3 separate regions of the Ovis aries genome follow, and regions 1 and 2 are each linked to region 3. The links are chromatin contacts, called in public Hi-C maps. All regions are on one chromosome and are shown on one strand. Each heading gives the region's core, a stretch centred on a gene start, on an enhancer-like site or on the middle of the called end of the contact. The rest is flanking DNA. Distances are from core to core; before and after follow the strand shown. Region 1 holds the start of FAM83H (family with sequence similarity 83 member H). Region 2 holds the start of MROH6 (maestro heat like repeat family member 6). Region 3 holds the start of RHPN1 (rhophilin Rho GTPase binding protein 1).

The links. Hi-C and Micro-C count contacts between places; a contact is called where the count stands out from the background.
Region 1: a Hi-C map of hypothalamus shows a contact between it and region 3, with 2.3 times the contacts expected there. The contact joins the promoter of FAM83H here to the promoter of RHPN1 in region 3. A contact is called at or near these places in 3 of 16 Hi-C or Micro-C datasets (hypothalamus, liver and tail adipose tissue).
Region 2: a contact with region 3 is called in a Hi-C map of hypothalamus, with 3 times the contacts expected there. The contact joins the promoter of MROH6 here to the promoter of RHPN1 in region 3. A contact is called at or near these places in 7 of 16 Hi-C or Micro-C datasets (blood, hypothalamus, liver and 3 more).

What each region holds. Positions count from the first base shown.
Region 1 is chr9:13,970,096-13,973,232 of ARS-UI_Ramb_v3.0, forward strand. FAM83H (family with sequence similarity 83 member H) reads left to right here and starts at 1,823. Exons shown (of 7, transcript XM_042253957.2): 1 at 1,823-2,069. All of the region lies in intron 3 of IQANK1 (IQ motif and ankyrin repeat containing 1), which reads right to left.
Region 2 is chr9:14,090,276-14,093,216 of ARS-UI_Ramb_v3.0, forward strand. It overlaps MROH6 (maestro heat like repeat family member 6), which reads left to right and starts at 1,474. Exons shown (of 14, transcript XM_027973348.2): 1 at 1,474-1,759; 2 at 1,894-2,046; 3 at 2,168-2,322; 4 at 2,853-2,941. The coding sequence starts at 1,511.
Region 3 is chr9:14,225,520-14,228,297 of ARS-UI_Ramb_v3.0, forward strand. It overlaps RHPN1 (rhophilin Rho GTPase binding protein 1), which reads right to left and starts at 1,405. Exons shown (of 15, transcript XM_042253969.1): 1 at 1,222-1,405. The coding sequence starts at 1,299.

The DNA of each region.
Region 1 (3,137 bases), core at 573-3,072, 260 kb before region 3:
CCTTCCCCATCCCAGACACAGCTGCGACCCTGCAAACACCCTCTGAGCCCGCAGCTTGGGAAGACATGTGGAGATGGTGGTGAGAAACCCAAGCAAGATCGAGAAGCTACTGTTGATCCTCAAAGACTCCCTCCCTCTGAAAGCCAGAAGGACCCCTTCCAAATTCAGGCGGCCACACCCAGAGCCAGGGCCGACAGGGCTGAAGTGGGTGATCTCAACCGCAAGTGCACTGGAGCTCGGAAGAGGGAGCCCCTGGGACCTGCGATCCATTGGCCCCGCACTCAGCCTGGAGCCAGGTGGCACACTCGGCCACAGCGGAGGGTCCCAGCGCTAGAACTAGAAGAGGCATTCACACCCACCTGCCACTCTCTGACCCTGTGATGTGTGACCGCCTAACCTCTCTGTGCCTCAGGATCCCTTTCTCTAAATGGGGTGATGGCAGTCACACTCTACAGGGCTTTGCAACAGTCCAGTAATAGAACCGGTGAGTCCTGAGAGTAACTGCTCAACTTGTGTTCTTGATTGAGCAAGAACTAAGAGAGCAGAGGAGCAGCGGACCCAGCTGCCAGGCTCAGCGTGAAGGAAAGGGCAGGGAGAAGGTGTACACGCGCTGCCAGACGATGCGGCATTCAGGAGACTGGGGAAAACAAGCAGAGGAGCCTGCTCTCCACAGGCACCGCAAGCTGGGGAGGAGCTCAATAAAAACAGAAATTCAAGGGATCAAAGACAAGAGGGAAAAAACGGAACGAGGAGACAGATTTTAGAGTCATCACAGAAAAGATGGAAGACAATTCTCAGTTCTGCAGGCCAACAACTACAGCAAGAGCAGCCAGAAACCAAGCCCGCGTGGTGCAGAGTCGGGCACGCAGGTGAGGGCACAGTGAGGACAATGACTTAGTGTCTCTGGAATGTGGAGTCTAGTGATGGGGAAAGTATTTAGAGATAAAACACGCAAAATTTTCTGAAATGAATCTTAAGACAAAAAGGACAAAGAATACACCAGGGAGCAGAACAGCTGGCATCGGATACGTCCTATTTAAGTTGCTGGCCCTTAAGGAAAACGTTATTCAAGCACCCAAGTAGGAAATAAATCCAACTGTGCTCTCCTGGGACATTTTATAGCGACATCAAATGTAGAAGTCAGCAAATGAGCGCAGCCAAATAAATAAATATTTTTAAAATAAACACTCTGACAGGCACCAGAAGGTGCCAGGAAACAGACCCTAGCGACACGTGCACGCAGTATACTTGGTCGCGTTTCTGTCCTTGACCTGGCACCCAGCTCCCTAGCCGTGGGAGAGACATGAGATGCCAGTAACGGGGTGAGAAGCGCAGAAATCACAGTGAATCAAATTCGCACCTGCGGCTGAAAGGGAAGCCAGCGTCCCTTCAGGACAGGGCCCAAGACCCACGTCGGTGTGCACAGATCTGCCTTCCAGCCTCCCAGAGGCCCCGGTCCACTGACTAGGGTTACCAGGCCCTGGAGGAAGGACAGCAGGCAGACACTGGGGACTAAGCTCTGGTTCTGAACCAGTTTCCAGGGCCCCCAAACACTGCCGTGTCCACTGGTCAAAGTGGGGCTTATCACGCCCAGAAGACACTGGCCGAGCTGTGCCTGGATTCCTGATTCACAAAGACCACGAGCTGAGACACGGCCGCTCCTATGGCAGAAGGACCTGCGGGCAGGCAAAGCGGACGACCCCCGCACTGCGCGGAGGGAGCTCACACGCGTGCGGAGGCAGCGTGTGCGGAGGCCGCCAGCCCCGGGCCTGGACGCCCAGTGATGCAGGCCCTGCGGACGCTCCGTTTATCCCGCCAGCAGGGGGCGCGGGAGGCGGCGGCAGCGCAGCGCCGCCCGCCTGCTCGACGCCCCTCTGCTCTGGCGCTGCCGGGCAGCGGCCACACCTGCCGGCTCCCGCAGCCGGCCATGCGCGCCAGGATGCCTCCTTCCGCCTTGCCCGCCGGGAGCGGTCTTTCTGAATCATGATGACCTCGCCCGAAGCCCCCTTTGCTGCACCCAGGCCAGTAAGGAGCGTCAGGGGCTGAGAAGATGGAGCAGGGAGGTGCAGGTGAGCTCCGGGAAGAGACCCACGGCGGCCCAACAACGCTTATTTGTTTAAGCCTCCCCCTGTGAGGGTTCAGAGGAGAGCCCTGCATCAAACAATGAGAAACACCCGTGACCTCACCCTCTGCAGGCTGGGCTGGTGCTGGGAGGCCAGTGGGCTGTCCTCAGGTCAATGGGAGATGGGAGCCCAGAACCGAAGAGGCTGAGCAACAGCAGTGGACTGTGGGGCCAGGAGGCTATCGCCATAGGCAGCAGTCAGGGGGACAGTCAGGATGCAGAAACCCCAGGGCGAGAGGCAGGGCAGGCTCCATCCACCCGAAATCGGACATCAGCCACCATTCTTTCACCCACTTTTCAGACAAAAGTCAAGGTCAAAGACTCACAGCTGCTGGGAGAGAATGCCAGACGCCCTTGGTGGAGGCCCTGCAAAGCCTCTCCAAGAGCTCTCCCCAGGCTGGCATTCCCTTGCCAGCCCCGGAGGAGTTGGTGGCCTCTGTCAGGGTCAACGGTGCCCTGGGGAAACGGGAATAGACTTTTTGAGGCCTATAGACATGATATCTGAACTGACACTGCTGCCTGGGGGGAGGCGGAGGTGCACTGCCACATCATTATGGTCCTGTTTTCAGAGCGAAGGCTGAGGGACAGGCAGCGGTTTGGCCCCAGACCATTCCCAGGTCCATCTGGGACAGGGTCACTTGGCTGCTGGCAGAATGCTCACACTGGCTTCTTGACCAGCAGAGCTGTTACCGTAGCAAGAGCCAGAGGGGAGCTTGAGAAACTCCGTTCCCACCAGGACCGTGATCAAAATAGAACAATTTCCTGGAGGAACTGAAGAGGCTAATACCAGCACCAAAGACGTGAGAGACCCCTATAAATACAGTCAGCTGACCTTTGACAAAGGGGCAAAGGCAATGGGTGAAGCCAAGATGGTCTCTTTAATAGATGTTGCTGGAACACCTGGGCGTCCACACGCAAGAAAGTGAATCTGGACACAGATCTTACACCCTTCATGGAAATCAACTCAAGATGGATCACAGACCTGAATGGGAAACAAAACTGGAGCACTCCCTGG
Region 2 (2,941 bases), core at 224-2,723, 140 kb before region 3:
AGGGCAGGGGTATAGGGAATGGGGGGTGGTCTTTGCCCAACTAAGAGCTGAGGGAGTGGCTGGAGGCAGGAGCCACAGGGTGGGGTTGAAGCGCCAGCTGGAGGGGCTCTGGTATTCCCTCTGGGAAGGCTCGCTGGGATACCTCCACCTCCCCAAGGGGAGGCCTGGGTGTCCCCTGCCGCTGCTACTGGCAGGCTCCACGGGCCTCTGTGCCCCTGGGCTCCCCCCATCCGGCTCCCTCTTGGCTCTGGTGTGTCACAGTGTGGACCAGGCCTCGGTCGTGGGGACCCAGCTGCTGCCCCCGAAGTGCCAGGAAAGGCTTGGAGCGGTGGGGCCTGCCTGACCAGAGCCAGGGAGGAAGTTAGGGAGCAGGGGCCCGCCCTGGGCACCCGGCCAAGTCCTGGCTGCCCCGCCTCTGTGCAGCAGGCTTGTCAGGTCTCCACCTGCTTCCGTTCCAGGAGAGAGTGTCAAGGCTCTGCAGGACACGGGGGCCAAGGCCTCGGTCTCTTGTCCAGAAGGTGGGCAGCTCGAGGAACCAGCAAGGGCGTGGGGGAATGCTGACTGTCCAGGGGATGGCCCCCGGGCTCTCCCGCTGCTCAGGTATTTGGCAGGACCAGCTCTTCTGGCTCCCCCAGCCCAGGCTGGGCAGTGGCCACTGTGTTGCTGGGTGAGGATGACAGTGGGGATTTGGGACAAAGGCCTGGTCAGGCCTCCTGGGGAGAGGGGGGCTTGGAGAGAGATACACACACCCCTGCCAGCATGCACACAACAGAACACACCCAGGCCCAAGGCCCCCTCATGTCACCACTTCTGAGCTTTGCATTCTGGTGCTGGGACCCAGACCCTCCCCTAGTGACCCATCCAGTGATGTCAGTCACCTGTGAGGGCACCAGAGGCACTGGGCAGCTCCTCTTCTGCTGGCCCACCCCCAGGGCTGCTCTGAGTTCAAAGGGGGCGGCAGCTCTCGGACCATCCCCTTCCCGGAGGTCCGGTCAGGTGGGAACACGGAGGGGACAGCCCAGCCCCAGCCCAGGCCTAGCATGGGACTCGACTGCCTTTCAGGGCTGAGTCAGGCGAGGTCTCAGCTCAGGGCTGGGCCAGACCCTCAAGAGCTGTGCACGCTTGCCAGGATTCCCTGCCCAGCAGGGTTGGCGTTCAGGTCAAGGGCTCGCCTCCCTGCCACCACCCCCTTGTACTCCCTGCCCTGACAGATCCTCTGTCCCCCAGGGACCTTGCTTGGCCCTTTCCTAGGGCCCGGTGGGCAGAACTGGACCCCAGACACTCAGGCTGCAGGCAGCCTGGGCAGGAGGGCCCTCCCAAAGCCCCCGGCGGGTACCACACCTGGAGACACCTCTGTATGGCTCCCCACCTCCACCCTACACACACACACATACACACACGCCACCACGCCTGGTCCCGCCTGCCTGGGGCTTGCTTCTAGGTCAGACCTGGGCACGACTTCCTGGGAGGACCAGCAACAGGTGCTACAAGCTTGGCGTGTGCCACGGCCATGGCTGGGGGCATGTGGGGCCCTGCCCGTGGGGCCCCCGTGGGGGCCCTGACCCTGACAGCCCTGGCTGAAGGGATCCGGGCCAGCCGGGGGCAGCCCACGGGACCCCCTGCCCCAGGCCCTCAGCCCCAGCCTGAACCTGAACCTGCCGTGGCGGAGCCCGGGAGGGCAACCACCATCCCCACGGCTGGCGGTGAGCCCCTCTCCCCGCCCCTTCCCCAGGAGCCAGCCCCCGAGGGGCCCCAGCTGGTAAGCAGGAGGGCTGCCTGGGGGGAAGGGGAGGTAACGAGGGAGGGGGCTGGGAGATGGCAGAAAGGCTCTGTGGAGGGAGGAAGAGTGTGAGAGAGACAAGGGGGCTCCACATGCCCCCCCTCCACCCCCAGATTCCCCGGAGCTCCTGGGAGGAGGGGGCCCTCGCAGACCTGGCCATGTACACCGCCACCTGCCTGGAAGAGGCTGGCTTTGTGGGAACCCAGGAGACAGCGCTCACCCTGTCCTCAGCCCTGGAGGCGCGGGGGCACAGGCTGGAGGACCAGGTGAGCCCCCGGCCCCTCCCCACGGCCCCTCCAAGGCTTGGGGGGGCGGGATGAGCTGTGCCTGCTTGGCGGGGGCAGGGCTCACAGAGCCCTGACCGCCGCCCGCCGCCTCCCATGCCAGGTGCATGGGCTCGTGCGGGGGCTGCTGGCGCAGGTGCCCCACCTGGCAGAGGGGCGGCCCCGGCGGGCGGCGCTGCGGGTGTTGAGCGCGCTGGCTCTGGAGCACTCCCGGGACGTGGTGTTCGCACTGCTGCGCTGCTCACCGGCCCCGGACCGGTAACTTGCCCCGCCCCACCAGGCGCGCGTCGCATCGTCGGGGCCCCACGCGGCTTCCTTCCCCCTTCCGGCTTGGTCGTGGAGTCTGGCCCAGGCAGACGGAGGAGGGAGCCTTTCCCCTCCCCTCCTCCCTCTCGTCCTCCCGCTGCCCCTCCCACCTCGGGTCCTCTGCTGGTTCCTGGCTGCAGCCTGGCCTTCTCTCTCCCTGTCTGGGGGTGCCCGCCTGAGCAAGCCGGGTGGCTTCTGCACCCCCAACTCCCCTGGCTCTGGTTAGTCTGCCCCCAGGGAAAGTTATCTCTGGTTCCATTCCCCATGGTGACTGTTCGTGATGCCAGGCTTGTTGCTGGCCCGTTGGGGTCCCACGTGGTCTGCACAGATGCCGCTCGTCTTGCTCCTCAGGGATTGCCAGGGTGGGGTGGGGGGCAGTTAACCCTCCCTCCTCCTGCTGGAGTCCTAGTGGCTGCCTCCCCAATTTGGGGGCTCTCCTCACCCCAGCCCCAGACCCTGTCTCACATGCCCCATGCCCCCAGAGCGGCCGCTGAGCTCTGGCGCAGCCTGAGCCGGAACCAGCGTGTGAACGGACAGGTGCTGGTGCAGTTGCTTTGGGCGCTAAAGGGCT
Region 3 (2,778 bases), core at 155-2,654:
TGAGGCCTGCAGCCAGCACCCCTCATGGTCTCGTGACCCCAGCGCTCCCTCCAGGACGCAGGCTGGCTGCATGACTTGGCGGGAAGTGCGACTGTGGCCCAGTTTGCAGTGCTGGGTGGCGCTCACCCCCATTTCCACACTGGGTGGTGAAGGGGTCTGCCAGCTCGTGCATGTGTGGAAGAACCCCCACCTGATGGAGAAGAGCAGCGAGCCTCTCCCACGCCCTCCCTGCTCCAGCCCTGGCAGCACTGGTCTAATGGATCCCCCAGAAGCCCAGGAGGAAATGGCAGAGGCAGTGGCCAGAACTGGCTAAGTGTGCCAGGAACTAGGCCAGCGCAGGCCTGGTAACAGACTGCAAGATGGTTGGTGGGGCCAGGCCTCACACCCTCCCTGGTGCAGGTGCAGCTACGCTTGGCGGCACCGGCCTGAAAACTCTCGCGTGTGTGGATGCCCAAGGCCTGGCATAAACCCTGGGAAGCCTTTCAGTGACTCCCAGGGAACAGCCAGGCTCCCGGGCTGCAAGGTGAGGCAACCAGAGCACGAATCCTCCCCAGACACAGACTCACATGTCTCCACCCTCCTCCCTTGCACAGCTTTTCAGTCCTGGAAACAGTCCACAGTCCACAGCCCCCGCGGGATCAGGGGTTTCAGGAAGGGACAGAGGTGCGGGGAAGTGAGGCGGGAGAAACCACCTGCTGGGAAATCCTCCAGCCATTTCCTGTACCCGGGTGCATCAGCCACCTGTTGCTAAAAGTTCCATCAAACACAGAGCTGGGTGGCCAGGGCACAGCTGAACAGCCCTAGGAGAGAGGGAACAGCTAGGAAAGGGGGAATGACATGCCAGGAACAGACACGAAGGCCACGGGCTGTCACTGACCAGAGTCCAGCGCCTGCCAGAGATGAGGGTCCTGGAGTGTTGTTCCCAGAAACCACAAGCTGGACTTGCGCTCCGACCTGCTCCGGTCGACGCAGGAGGCGTCCCCCAAACGCACTAGACAGGAGTCCAGCGGCCGGGCTCTGGCTCCGCACGGGGCCCCAGTTCCCCACCGTTAAGCCCACCTTACGCGACGTTTCGCCCCGGAGTCCAGCGGCGCGAGAAACCAGTGCCGATCCCGCAGCCGAGCGCTCGCCCGCGGCAGCGGGCAACAGGAGCGGCCGGGTTTGGGAACCCACCTCCCGGCGCCCCCCGGCCGCCGGCCGCCGGCCGCCGAGCGCTCCCACCTTGCGGATGGGGCCCGCTTGCAGCCGGGCGCTCTCCTCGCCGGCTCCCGGGCCGTCCGATCTGTCCTCGGGGACCATCGCCGCCCGCTGCTCGGGCCGCGTCCGCCTGGAGGCCGTCGCCAGCGCAGGGACCCCCGGAGCAACGGACTCCTCACTGCCCTCTCCTGGGGGTGGCGGCCCCGCCGGCAGGAGGGGCGGGGCGCAGGCCGCCGAGCGTGCGAAACTTCCCGCTGCCCAATCGGCGGCCGCGGCGACTCCGACGGACAGCAGCGCTGGCCAACCAGAGCGTGAGGGAGGTGGTTCTCGAAGCCAGGCCCTGCCCACTCGTGTCCGCGGAGCCCCAGGGGAATGCGGTCGCCCCTGGCAACCGCCGGCCGGCGGAAAAGGGAGAAACAAGGCGCCGCGCACAGCCCAGGGGCAGCCGGGGTTCCACCCGCCGGGCGGCGGGGCCTCCGCAGGGCTAGTCCGAAGAAAACACCCGCGATGGCTTGTTAACGGATTTCCTGGCACGAGCGCCCGTGCAGCCCTTAAGGTCCGCTTTTCTGTCTCCGCTCGGGGACCCAGACTCTGGCCTGGTGGCCCCAGTGCGGTGCCGTCCATTGTCACACTTCCAGAAACCGCTTCCAGAACCTTCCTCCGGAACCTGCCTCTGGAGCCCACACTCCAGAACCCCCCTCGGCAACCTGCTTCCAGAATCATCTTACTTTCACCACCTACATCTAGAACTGACTTACCTCCCGGGACCAGCCTGCCTCCAGAACCGAACTCTCCCTAACCTGCTCTCCCTGCAGAGTTACCCCAGGCCCTTAATAATTTCTCTAGTTATGGCAACTCTGGAACGCACTCAGATTTCATGTGGGGCTCACCTCACCGAAGAGCAGGGGCAGGAACACCAGAGCATATGCAGTAGCCATAGCAAATCTTCAAGTTCTGATAAATTTCCAGCCTTGTCCATAGTAACCATCTCCCCAGGGTCCCTGCCATGCCTCGGTGCAGAGCCCTGGGCCCCTCCCCAAATGGCCAAGCCAGAGCCTGGCTTTCCCCAGAGCTAAATCCTGTAAGCTAAGCTCTTTGGCTAACCCTGGCCATCTGAAACAATAGTAACAGAAAAATAAGGTAATTGTTAACTCCGAGGAAAATAAAATGTAACACAGAATATGACCTGACTTAGCTGTGTATTTCAGGTTGTCCTGGCAGCTTGACCATAGAGGACCATGATAAGGAGTTTCTGTTAGGAGGAGGAGAGAGGGGAAGGGTGAAGAAGTGGGTGAGAGAAGCTGAAGCTTCATCCTGCTGAGGGGGAAGTCAGCAGATAAGGCCTCAGTTAGAAAGCAGAATTCCAGGTGCAGAAGCATGAGGTCCGGGACTCCCCTGGTGGCGCAGTGGCTAGGAACCCATCTGCCTATGCGGAGGACACAGGTTTGATCCCTGGTCCAGGAAGATGCCACATACCATGAAGCAACTAAGCACCACAAGTACTGAAGCCCGCGTGATCCAGAGCCTGTGTTCCATTACAAGAAAAGTCACTTCAAGGAGAAAGACGTGTCTGGCAAGGAA